Regions from separate parts of the Danio rerio genome. Here region 2 is linked to region 1. The links are chromatin contacts, called in public Hi-C maps. All regions are on one chromosome and are shown on one strand. Each heading gives the region's core, a stretch centred on a gene start, on an enhancer-like site or on the middle of the called end of the contact. The rest is flanking DNA. Distances are from core to core; before and after follow the strand shown. Region 1 holds the start of tmem106bb (transmembrane protein 106Bb). Region 2 holds the start of tdp2b (tyrosyl-DNA phosphodiesterase 2b).

What was found. Hi-C and Micro-C count contacts between places; a contact is called where the count stands out from the background.
Region 2: a contact with region 1 is called in a Hi-C map of hematopoietic stem cells, with 1.6 times the contacts expected there. The contact joins the promoter of tdp2b here to the promoter of tmem106bb in region 1. A contact is called at or near these places in 2 of 18 Hi-C or Micro-C datasets (hematopoietic stem cells and an unstated tissue).

What each region holds. Positions count from the first base shown.
Region 1 is chr19:33,853,970-33,860,746 of GRCz12tu, forward strand. It overlaps tmem106bb (transmembrane protein 106Bb), which reads right to left and starts at 4,115. Exons shown (of 8, transcript NM_001045052.1): 1 at 4,079-4,115. It overlaps pip4p2 (phosphatidylinositol-4,5-bisphosphate 4-phosphatase 2), which reads left to right and starts at 6,380. Exons shown (of 7, transcript NM_001045112.3): 1 at 6,380-6,533. The coding sequence starts at 6,428.
Region 2 is chr19:34,023,636-34,030,412 of GRCz12tu, forward strand. tdp2b (tyrosyl-DNA phosphodiesterase 2b) reads right to left here and starts at 3,112. Exons shown (of 7, transcript NM_001079703.1): 1 at 2,984-3,112; 2 at 2,686-2,846; 3 at 1,138-1,326; 4 at 589-680; 5 at 392-510. The coding sequence starts at 3,097. It overlaps acot13 (acyl-CoA thioesterase 13), which reads left to right and starts at 4,030. Exons shown (of 3, transcript NM_001080803.1): 1 at 4,030-4,122; 2 at 4,187-4,371; 3 at 6,260-6,486. The coding sequence starts at 4,030. The coding sequence ends at 6,416.

The DNA.
Region 1 (6,777 bases), core at 2,865-5,364:
CAAAAGGATATGAGTTGGCTCTCTACAAAACAAAAACGATTGGTTTTATTTTATTTAATATTTTCACTTTCATGAGGAAAAAGTGTCGTTATGGATGTGACAGGTGACAAAATTAGCACTTGTGTGACTTTGGTCAATCAAATAGAATAGTTTGAAAACATTAGCGCTGTTCACACAGGCGAGGACGTTACGGAATTTTTCTGGGAAAGAGCATTCACACATCCAATCCAAAATACCGGTAAATTCTGACATCATTAACCAGAAATGAGCTTTAGACGGCTGCGCTTGTATTTGTAAACATTGGACTACATCACAAACTCTGTGGATGGATTAGTATTGTGAACAACTCCGATGAAAACATATAGAGAAACACTTCGCATGTCGAGATGTACATGATATGTGTGTGTGCTGGCGCTCATGTGCTGTTTCATGGGCTAACACAAAGCTTGAAGGTAAACAAACAACGGCTTATCATAAGCATCACATTGATAATGAATTACAGGGTTGGCATTAAGATGAACATATAATCGGTATCTGACTAATTTCTAGCAGCTAAATGTGTCTGGAAAAATATTCAAAGGCTTTTATTCTCATAAACACACCTCCTCTACCGCTTTCACTTCTCATACTGACGGAGGGAACGATTCGTTTGTGAATGAATCCCCCGAACGACTCTTTCACTAACGCTAGCCGACAATAATACAAGTTTCTGGCAGCGCAGCATCTCGTTGTCATATTTCTTTTGCATTGTTTGCTGATTTTATTCAACAAAACTAGCATAAGCCGAGTGTTTAGTGCGAGTTGGAGCTACTTTGCCTTATGGTGAATGCAGTAAGTGACTGTCATCATCAATAACGTTACCTGATTAGCACAAAAGTTCAGAACATACAAAAACAGAAAAAAACTTAATATAACCTATGAAATGTTCTGCCTTTGTGCTTTGTTTTCTTTGTTTGCTCGTTACTACACCCGTAGACAGCTCTAAAGTCCCGTTTCTTCACGTAATAACACTGTCTTGACTAGTGCGGTTGAATGACATTTGTCCTGGGAGCACTGTACCAATGTGGCGGCGCTATTGACGCATGCTCAGGGTCCCTATGCGATATCTAGTGTATATATCTATGCCGGCAAATTACCGGTAATGTTACAACTTCTCTTTCCGGAAAATAGCCAGAACGAATTTACCAGTATTTTCAAAAAGGGCCTGTTCACACATACACACCTTTCTTGTATGTGTGAAAGGGGCTATTAACAGATGCATTTTTGAGTATTTGTAAAGTATTGTAAAATACTTGCTTACCCAAAAAAACCCAGAAACGGTTACCATATTTTAGTGAAAACTTAATTTTTTTTTCATGGCAAGGTTGACATTTGCATGGAATTGCTCAACAACTAATGTTCAACTCAGTATGGAGCATCAATAGCCCCTTTCACACATACAGACCTTTCCGGAAAATTGCCGGCAAAGGTTGTATGTGTGAACAGGTCCTTTTTGAAAATACCGGTAAATTCGTTCTGGCTATTTTCCGGAAAGAGAAGTTGTAACATTACCGGCAATTTGCCGGAATGCTGCGCTGTGTGAATGCAGAAGGAAGATTACCGTAATAAGCGCGTGCACGTCTAGAACGTGCTGACGTGAGACGTCTGCTTTAGCCAATCACAACAGTCAGACGCATTCACGTCCGCGCAGTTTGTGAGGATAAAAGCCTTTGAATATTTTTCCAGACACATTTAGCTGCTAGAAGTTAGTCAGATCACGTTTATATGTTCTTCTTAATGACAACTGTGTAAATAATCATCGATGAGATCCTTATGATAAGCCGTTGTTTGTTTACCTTCAAGCTTTGCGTGTGCCTGTGGAACAGCCTGTGAGCGCCAGCACACGCACATATTATGAACATCTCGACATGAGAAAGTGATCCTGCGAAAGTTGTTCACAATATTGATCATCCACAGAGTTTGTAATTTAGTCAAATGTTTACAAATACAAGGGCAGCCGTTTAAAGCTCATTTGTGGTGAATGATGTCAGAATTTACCGGTATTTTGGAATGGATGTGTGAATGCTCTTTTCCGGAAAATTTCCGTAACGTCCTCGCCTGTGTGAACAGCGCTTTTTTCAATATACCGGTAAAGTCGTTCCGGAAATTTTCCGGATATTTACCGGTAACACTTTGTGAAAGGGGCTATTATACAATTACCGGCAGCCACTTTATTAGGTACAACTTACTAGTTCCGGTTTGGACCCCCTTTTGCCTTCAGAACTGACTTAATTCTTCATGGCATAGATTCTACAAGGTACTTGAAATATTTTTTCAGCGATTTGGTCTATATTATTGACATGATGCCATCACGCAGTTGCTGCAGAGTTGTCGGCTGCTTAGTTGGTGGCCGGTGAGTGTATTTAAATTTTTTTTTCAGTGTTAAAAAGTGTGCGCGTGTGTGTGTGTTTGTGTGTGTGTGTGTGTGTGTTATTTAGTCTTTTCCCTGTACCCTCCACATTTTAGGCTGAAATTTGTTGGTAAGAAATATACAACAACTAATGACAAACCTTTATAACCTGTGCAGAGTTACTGAAGTTTGTCCTGCGCGCTTGCGGTTTTTTTAGTTACTTCTTTGGTTTGGTGCATTAATCTTATCGTTACTATTATTCAAAAGAAGGTAATGATTCGCACTCAATTGCTTCGTACTGTTTTTATTTTTACTTTTTCTGACATTTTACGGGTGATAACAGACAGACGTTTCGGCAAAAAGTCTTCCTCAGTGTGTGCACCTTTATAACCTGAAAATGTATAAACCTTTATAACCTGAAAATGTTTTTTAAGCAAGTAACAAATTTACTTTGTTGTATTCATTACATTTCACAGAGCAATGTTTGTCATGATGTTTTGTTATAACGACAACTGATTTATGTATAGTTCATAAATTAGGTTATTCAATTCCAGTTCGTTTGTATAGTGCTTTTCACAAAGATTATTGTTTGTTTCAAAGCAGCTTTATAAAAGGTGCACATTATTCCATTGCAATCATTTTTTAAAAAGTTATGGTAATTAGTTACCACGACTTTATTAGTAACTAATAACTTTAACTAGTTAACTAGTAACTAACAGCCTTTAATAGTTAGTTGTTATATATAATCATAGTTAACTTGCAGTTATATAGTATATAGATGATGTCTATGCGTACATGAATGTGTTATAAATAAGTTATAAATTAATTAATCAAAACATAAATAAATGCAAATTAATTCCATTCCATTAATGTAAGTTATTTTTTAGATTTAAATACAATTTTATTTCTAAAATATATATATTAAAGTATATATAGAGCAAAACTAAAAACGTTAACTTAGTAAGTGAAATGCATTTTGAACGCATTATGATTACTCACTTTCCTCAGGCTTATTCCCTGCTATGCATTATGATTAATAGCAAACTAATACATAAAAAACTAGCTAATAAAAGTTCAAGTATTAAACAGAATACAATGTTTAAAAGGGACTCACATTAAAAATTAAATCAGAACTAAATAGACTTTAAACGAACCTTCAACAAGTGATCATACTGGGTAACTTAAAATATTTAACAAAGAAATTAGAATCATTATTACAATTACATCGATAAGGGCATTTAATGGAATTATTCGATAAAAAACAAAGAAGACCCTATCTCAGCTGAGACCGAAAGAAAAATATGTAATGTTAAATGTAGCATCGCTTTAGCGCTGTAACGTTATCTCAATATAAACACGGAAACGTGCTAACATGAGAGAAATTGTCCACACGACGCCTGTACGTTATGTCTGACCATAATCACACAGATATCCTTCGTTTTGTATGACTGCTGATAGACCTGAGAGAGATTATGTCTTGAGTTTTTAGTTATAAGAAAATGCGGAGTTAAAATTACAGGAAGCCATTGGTAGGCCGTGACAAGAGCTCGAGCATCGTTACTGGCTGGGTGGCTAAAAACAAAGCTAACAGGCCAAAAAGGCAGCAGGACAGTCAACTCTGAAACATTTGATAAAGACGATAGCACAAATTAAAATTGACCTGTCTTATATAAAGCATTATGTTCTTACCTGAATTTAATAGTTTAGATGAGCGTTCATGCAGTTGCGGTTTGTTGTTTGCGACATGCGCAGTGTGTACGTCGTTTAATTTCCATGCCTGGACAAAAACACTACGGCGAAGAGATCAGCTCATTAATATTAAGATTTGAATGTTGCCTGGCATCCAATCACGTAATACGATCCACCCACAAAGTGTCCCTTATAGCAAATCAGCAACGAATATTTGACAAACGTCGAGTTACGTAATAAATATTAATTGGAACATCCTTCACTTTAGTAGGTTTGCGGAACTAAACTGTACAAAAAATGCGTTGTAGAATAATAATAAAGATGTTTATTACCAGTGAACTAAAAATGTTTACATTAAAGTGAGAATAAAATCCACTGTACTGCCTCTTCTTTTTAATAACATTGCGTTGAAAATACTGAATTACTTAATAGCAAAAACAAATTTGATAATGTAAACTGATATTTTCTGCTGACACATTAGATAGAAAAAGTTTTTATCTGGTAAAAATACGTTGAAATAATTTTGACCACCACTTGATGTAGTTACTATGTCGTTACAGTATTATAAATATTGCATAACCTAATTATGTATAATACTTGTAACTCAACGTATTTATTTTTATTAAGCTGAGTAAACATTATCAGGATAAATTGTACCCCACAAGAAAAAAAAAACTGCTCACACAGAATTAAGTATTTATAAATGTAAGAATAGAGAACGTTTCCTGTGAGGTTTGTGTATGTGAAAACTTGAATGGTTCTTAAGAAAGAGACTTATAAAGGTATAAAATATTTTAGATCTAACATGTGCATTTATCTGTTTGTATGGAATGTGTCCACTGTATTTTGGTGATATAGCCTATTTATGTGACATTTTACCAGAAACGTACATTTTCTGTCCCTGAAATAAAAACATAAATACAGCGAATAAAAACTGTTTTAATTCCAACAATTTCTAAAATGGACTGATGGTTGATTTCTGCGAGTTGGTCTGTAAAGGAATATGTCATACATTAAGTTCTCAGATCTTTGTTCTTTATTATAAACACTTTAAGAACCCTGTCATTGTTCTTGTCCTCATCCCAATTGAACCTACAGCTTTAATAGTTTTGTAATGCTAAAACCTGCTATAAAAAATACAAAAGAAATAGCAAGTTTAGGTTGTTATCATTCAAATCAATTTATTAAAAACAAAGTTATTAATGAATTTTACAAAAAAATACTACAAATATAAAACACCAATACATTTACAATTGTCCAAATGTTTCTGTCAGTCCTGTCACATTTGCATGAAATTTAACAACGTGTGCAATACACGTTTAAGGTTATGACTTGAAAGTGACATCATTTGAAGGAGGAAAAACTGACAGTGATCAAGGATGCGTTCTATCATTGAATTGTATGATTTTAGGCTTGTTTTTGTTTGATTTTTTTGAGGATGACAAGCTTAAGTCAGGCCCTGTCACGTTTTTATAAGTGAAAATGTTTTTGGTAGAATGTCCCATATTTCAACATATTCTGTCTATCTGTCTGCTCGTTCATCCGTCCGTCCGTGTGTCCGACCATCTGTCGGTCTGTCTGTCTGGAGAGCTAGGCTTATAAATTAAATATATCCACATTTGCACAATCATAGTCCTTTGCAATTGCTGCTGGTGCTGTTTTCATACCAAGTGGCGATGCAGCCAGACAGGATGTTCTCCACAGTGCAGGTGTAGAACGAGCAGAGAATGTGGGGCTCATTCCAAACCTCCGGACAAGGTTGGAGATTAGACGAGGAGATTTAATTTATCATATTTTTTTTATTTTATGGAGCCAAGCCATTTTTGGTGTGTTTTAGGACTTTTAAGATTATTTTTCAATATTTACAGTTTTCAAATTGTGCAAAACACAATGTAAAATTATACACTTATACAATGCTTATTATATATGTGTCACTTAAGGGACAAAATTTAAAAAGAAAATTACTGAAAAATGAAAACAATGCACCAATAATGTTTCTCCTGGAACTGATAGGTTTTCTTTAGCACAGAAAAGAAACAATTCCTCCGTATTGAGCAAACAACCTAGCTACATCTAGCAGCAAGGTCAAATGAACAGACTCGGGAAATACTATCCTGCTGCTGTGGACACAGAAGGAGGAGAGGGAGTAGGGAAGGAGATCCCGTCCGTCCGGCAGTGATTTCTCATCCTCCCGCTGACGTCTTTAACTCCGCCTCTCCGCTCCCGCTGCCTGGCGCTCACAGTCTCTCTGCCCCCTCCAGACGGAGCAGCGGACGGAGCCCACCACCATTCGTCGCTGCTGCTGCTGCTGCTGTTTCTGTTGTTTTTCTGTGCCGATCTCCTGATATAATGGCCTCCGATGGTATGGATGAACGCTCCCCGCTGTTGTCGGCACCGAACTCGGGGAACGTCACGCCCACCGCTCCGCCGTACCAGCAGGACCCGAGCTCGAGAGGTAACCGAGATTGACGGAGGAGTGCTGAATCATTTAGGGCGTATAGTAGTGAGGGTTGATCTGTTGCAGACTACAGCCCGTTTAATATCATACATTGTCCTTAGACGACAGCTCGGATGGCAGTGCTAAAAGAACGGGCCTCGATCTGGCTGAAATTGTTACCATCGCAGCCTCCATGTGATGGGTACAAAAACGTTGCTTTCCTGGGCAAGGGCACGCTGCTAGTTAGTGAACAAACCATTTT
Region 2 (6,777 bases), core at 1,862-4,361, 170 kb after region 1:
TGTATTCTCATAGCTTGATAATGTTCAGAATAAACCACTAAATGGATATGGTCTGTTCTGGGGACTTGAGAGCCTAGTTGTCTATGGAGTATGAATTTATAACAATTTTCATTTTGCGTGAACTAACCCTTTAAAGAAGCACAACTGTTTTGAACTTATGTAATAAGCCAAGATGTTTCTTGAACACCATATCAGCATATTATTATGCACTGAAGACTGGATTAATGACTTATCAAAGGAGACTAAATCATTTCTAAGAGATATCCGTTTTTTGATTGTAATTTTAAAAAAAAATCTAATTATTTACATTTTTATTGTATTTTTGAATAAAGAGTTCAGCTCTGGTTCCATTAAGAAGTGAACCTGTGGTGTTTGACCAACACAAACTCACCTGAGCAATGAGCAGATTCCTCATCATTTGTGTTGTTGGAAAGCAGATGATCTCGCTTTCCAAAAATTTTACTCTTGATTTCCTTAACATTATCCCGGTAAAGTATCCATCATCGCTCCCTATAATGGGAAAAAAACAAAAAACTCAAACTCCTTGTACATAAAACACGTCCCTGAGCACAGAGAATGTTCACTTACCTTCAAAAAACAAGTAGCTGACGGCACGTTTCTTAAGATACTGAACATAAGCTGGAATGAGCTCTTGAAGAAAAACCACATCTGGTGTGTATCTATAAAAATAAACACATAAATAGAAACTAAGGGTAAGTTCACACTAGTAATTCAGTTTTCCTGGCTCATTTAGTCTGGATAAAAAAAAAATCCTGTACTAAATACTGTAAAAACTAGTCTGAATGAGCATTCTGTTCTTTTAATAGCTGAAAATAGTCCTGTTTTTGGTTTGTTTACAAGTATTTGGTCCGTGTTGTGTTCATATTTCAGTCAAACTACACCAGAGTTCATTTAGAAGTGGTCTGAGGCCCATCCTTTTTTCTTAAGTGATCTCAGTTTACTTATTTGTTATGCACCAATGTTTCTGTTAGTGGTCACACTTCAGACAAACTTCACCAACTGAGAAATTACACCAGATTTTGCTTAACTGATCCAACCCTGCCAATTGTGAAGATATCAAGCCAAACTCCAGTACTGTCTCATTTATAAAATAAAAGACATCTGTAATCAACTTACAGAGCTAGATATGAGCACAAGCCCCTGGCACGTTCTGCAAGATTTAATGTGTCCAAACCGTCCACATTCCAGCTGATGATGGATAGCTTGCTGTCCTCCACTTCAGATTTGGCTGTGCCATTTTCAGCCTGATTTTCTTTAGAGTTTACAGTAATAGAGCAGGTGGGCTCCTCTGCTGTCAAGTCAATGCTGTACACAAAAAAAAAGGAAAAACTGGGTCAAATATGAGATCACATGTTGTTGTCTGGATCAAATTAAATTTACAAAAGTGAGTTCATGACTTTATGAGTGTGCTGGATCATCTACTAAATATTAATATTTAGAAACCATAAGTTAACGCCAAGTCATTGAGCTTCTTTTAAATTGTTGTTGCTATAGAAACATTCTGACAGCTATAATCAATGTATTGCCTCATTTAAAAAGAACACCTTACAGGAAGACACTTACAATCCACTCATCATCTGTAGAAGCATTGTCTGTAAGCTTATTATCTGTTTGTATTTATACACTATCTCAGATATTAATGTTATGTAAATACTACATAGGTAAGCATAGCTCATTGTGTGCATATCGTTTAATGTAATTACACTCTTTTTCAACATACTCAATGTGGCATGGAATAAAGCAGCATTCCCCCACATCTCATGTGTTGGAAAGAGTTTTTCTGTCTGTCTAAATTTGGGAAGAGAGACACCGGAGTGAGGGCAGATAAATGAGGGTCTTTTTTCTGAGAAGACAAAAGTAGACATTTTGAACAGACTGATAGTACCCTTTCCATAGCATGAATAACATACTATGGAATCAATGGATACCAATGATCAGCTTTCTTCAAAATAATTTTCTTAGTTTTTACTAGTAGTAAGAAACTCAAGTAAGAGTTAAAGGGTGAATAATATGAAAACAGAAATGTCATTTTTGAGTGAACTATCCCTTTAAGTAGGGATAAAGTAAGTATTTTAATGTGCCGTTATTGATTTTTGTTCTAAATATACATGACAGGATTTATTAAATTGAGGTAAAGTTGGTTATATATTCGCACATTCAGACTTTTTTCTAATTTCTGAAAATATAAAATCAACTTTACCTCAATCAGACTTTCTCCTTAATAATATTATTTCAAAAAAGCATTTCTGACGAATTCTAAAAAGGGAAATCATAATAGCAGCCAATGACCATCAAAATAAAACATTGTTCACTGTCAATTAAATGGTGTTAATGTTGTTTTAAAGACATTCTTTCATGCAAGTTCACGCCAAGTATTCAGATTAGCGTGGTAAACAGTGTAGAGAGCATTAAATAAACAAATGTGCGAATATAAACCCAACTTTACCATGATATTTATTGATACATTACACAATATATACCACTTAGTCAATCACTTCTGTAAATAACAGTAAAACACCTTTTATATTTTACAACTTAAACGTGACACACTTTAATTGTATCATTTTAATGTTTAGTTTGTTTTAGAATGTATTTTTTATTTATTTATGACTCACATTCATTGCAAATGCAGTGTTTGATACTAAATAAATATGGAGACAATACCAATCCGCATTGTCCGTCTTCAATTTCTTCTTCGTCCCTGAAGCTTCAGCAGTGTCAGAAGAATTCACATCTTTTCTCTTATTCCCAGTCACTTCAGTTTTCTCTGCTTCCTCATCGAAGACTGAATCCATATGAGCCTCAAAGAAAGAATTTAAAGCTCTCTGGCAAAATACACAAACACAATTGAAAAAAACAGCAATGTTTTACATATGGAAAACGACGAACAATTTACTCAATTTTTAACCATAAACTGAGTTGATAGGATGAGTAAAGTAACGTTAAGTTCCTACTGACAAACCTCCATGTCCCACTCATTTTCTGCTAGATAGCACTGTGCCACGGCGCTGTCCGATCCAGATACAAAGGCAAACTGATCACAAAGTCTCGTCCTGGATTCCTCCAGAGCAGACATTTGTTGATCGGTTTGATTACCAGACAAAACAGTGTTGGACATGTTCACAGTTCAATATAACGGCGGGCTGTGAGCGTGTACAGCCAAAAAAATATTCCGGGTGGAAACCGTGAAAAATACTAAGAAAAATCAAAACTAACATTATCTTACAGCTTCTGGGCTTGCTTCAAAATCCCTATAAATTGTATAAGTTATTAAAGTATTATTTGTTTGATTTTCACACACAAAAAGGGCGCTCATAGAGTTTCTGCTAAATTGTTGTTCAAGTAGAGGCTTTCCGGAAGAATTTAACTGTAGTGCAGAAAGACTCGATTCTTTTGAACAGTAAAACGATTCACTGATTCTTTTTATAGCAAGCACCACTTGTATTATTGTGGCGCATAGCCAATCGAGGTAATACACAACATTCTCTAAACTTTTTATGCACGAATAATATGTATTATTCACTTTGTTTTGCAGTTCGGTTTAATGTAGACATGATGTCGCAAATAAATTAGACGATATTTATGACCTACATGGAAAACGTTATTTAATTCAAGTGCCTTTGTCCGCGAACACCGTTACAATATTATCGATTTTCTATTTCACCGATTGATTCAGATCGTTTCGTAAACCGGTTCAGCGGGTTCGTTACAAAGATCCGACTCCGATGGATGAATGAAAAGATCCATTATTTCAAACTAAAAGCCGAATGTTCATCACATCTTACAAATCGCTTAGAAATTAGTTTGAGAAGAACGCAGTGCAATTTTAAAACACTTGTATACAATCTTTATTTTCTATTATAAGATATATATATTTTTTAATTAAGGGGTTCAAAGACGAAAAAATAACAAAACTCTTATTTTGTATAACTTGGGCCAGCTTTCAAGCGGTTTACAATAGTGAACTTGTCCTTCTCTGTGTTTTGTTACTTAATGCTAGAATCAGTAATGGCTTCATTAACGCTGAATGCAGTCAAACAGATCTTCAGAGCGATGGCGGACAGTCCTGGGTTTGACCGGGTTTTAAGTAAGGTGAGTGTTTGTGGTTCTCCTTGAGGGTCCTGCCAGACCAGACACAGTGATATTGAGTTGATATTGTGAGCAGGTGGAGGTTCTGTCTGCGGCTCCCGGTAAGGTGGTGTGTGAGATGAAGGTGGAGGAGCAGCACACGAACAGAGGGGGAACTCTTCACGGAGGAATGACAGCCACGCTCGTGGACATGATCTCCACCATGGCCATCATGTACAGTGAGAGAGGAGCTCCTGGAGTCAGTGTGGACATGAACATAACGTGAGTCTGTCTCACTGTACAGGAAAACTGCATCTCTGCTACCGTCACATGTGCAGGGACGTCTTGGGCAACATATTATTAGTTATACACTCACCAACAACGATCCAAAATTGGAATATAGCTTAATAATGTCAAGAAATAGTATGTTTAAATACTATTGTTATATTAAAATTAAAAATAAATGTGGACTCATAGGTTTAAGAGTTGAAGTACTAATATTACTGTTCACACATTCTGAATGTAACCCTGTGGTAAACTGAACCCTGGGTTGTTTTGCTTCACATTTGACACTTGTCATCATTTACTCAGGTTTACCATTTAATCCTCTCTCTGTACCAGGGTTTCTGCAGGTTTCACCAAGTTAAATCTAACACTTTTAAAGACCACGAAGAAGAAAACTCAGACTTATACAGGACTGTAAGCCAAGGATTTTTTTTAATGGCCAATCAGAAAAAATATATACTTGCCCCATCAAAAAACTAATTCTAATGAGGTATTTCTTGTATTTAATGTACTTATTTAAAATTTTCTATCAAAAGAAGCAGACCCTAGCTGTATAGAAAAAAAAACTCTTTAAAAACACAACAGATGGTTATGATATTGGTTATGAATATAGTTTGGCTAAAAGTTTGATTGAGATGTATTGTTGTTGATTGGATGAGTGTTGGATTGATTAGGTAGCTTTACGTTTATTCATTTTTCTTCAACTTAGTCCCTGATTTATCAGGGGTCACCACAGTGGAATGAACTGCCAACTACTCTGCCATATGTTTTAAGCAGGGCATGCCCTTCCAGCTGCAAATGATGCAAGGCAATATTTAGGCTAATTTAGACTTTTAAGGCCTAAAATTGTGTTTTTGAAATTTAAGACTCAACAGACAAACTGTGTACATTCCTAATCCCAGGGTTAATTTACTTATTTGGAGAGAAAGTGTATTTGGTGCTAGATTGGATGAACATATTAGTGACCTTATAAAAGGACCTAGAGCTGAATGATTCTGGATGAGGTGAGAATCTTTATTTCTTTGTTTGTTTTATAAGAGAGATTGAGATTTCCCTGATTTAACATTTCATTACTGGTTTAAGATTGCAGTTGTAAAAAATCTCTTGAATTATTCACTAATAAATACATTTTTAATAGTTGCTTGTTGACAATTGTGTTATATTTTATTAAAATAGAAGTATACAAATAAAACTACAATAAAACTATGCAAGAAATTTAATCAAGTTCAATTATATATAGTGGTAATTTTGGCCAGTTTATTTAGTGTAAATGCTAAACAATCCATAACTACATGTACGATTTTTCAGCTTAAACCAAAAGCAAATAAATAAATGATCTTCACTGCCTGGCTGAGATGCAATATAAAGTGGGTCTCAGTCTTAACAAGAAGCACTCCATTAAAATCTATTTTCCCACAAAATGTATTTAAAATATGGAAATTATATTTACCCCAATATTTTTAATGGAGTTTCAGTGCTAGCTTGCTACTAATGACGGCACCTGGGTCTTTCGTCTCTTTTTATATTAACAACCAAATAGATGCTGAAGTCTATTTAACGGATTATATTTGAATTACATTTCAACATTGATGCTGTAAAAGTAACCTTATAAAATTGAAAAGTCACATAAAGCTCTCATCGGATGACCATCATTGGCTGAAAAACATTAGCTATGTATATATATATCTCATTGTATTTCTTCCCTTGCAATGGTGCAAATGTTGATTTTTTTATTTTTGCAGCGAAGCCTGTTAATGATGTCTCTATAGAGAAATGTAGAAATTTTACTTGGATTTAAATTAAAATAATGCAAAAAATAGCCAATTTTCTACTTCATTATGTGGACAGACTGCTCATTTTCTTTCATTTGTTTTGATTTGAACAGATATATGAATGCCGCTAAAATTGGAGAAGACATCCTGATCACTGCACAGGTTTTAAAACAAGGACGGACTCTGGCATTCGCAACAGTAGATCTCACCAACAAGGCCAACGGAAAACTCATCGCTCAGGGAAGACACACAAAACACCTCGGCAGCTAATTACGCACATGCCCTGTATATTATGTCTGCCTTAATGTTACGTAATAAAGTCTGGCATCAAATTATGTTACACCGTGTTAGGATATGTTCAGCAGTGTTTATTTCAACAGAATTATTCAAACAATGGGTACATCAAAATAAAGACAAAAGACCCACTTTCCCCTTCAACGTGAACTTAGAATTTCAAAAGGGAGGGAAAAAAAATTAAAGATTTTATGCCATATGAACCGAAAAGGATGGCTTACAGATACCAAGTCCCAAGCACTGCAATATTTAGTACTCTAAGAGCAGGGTGGTCTATATAAAAGAAGAAATAAATCCATAATGATCCATTTCAAGTTTCTCCAAATGAAATTTCTCA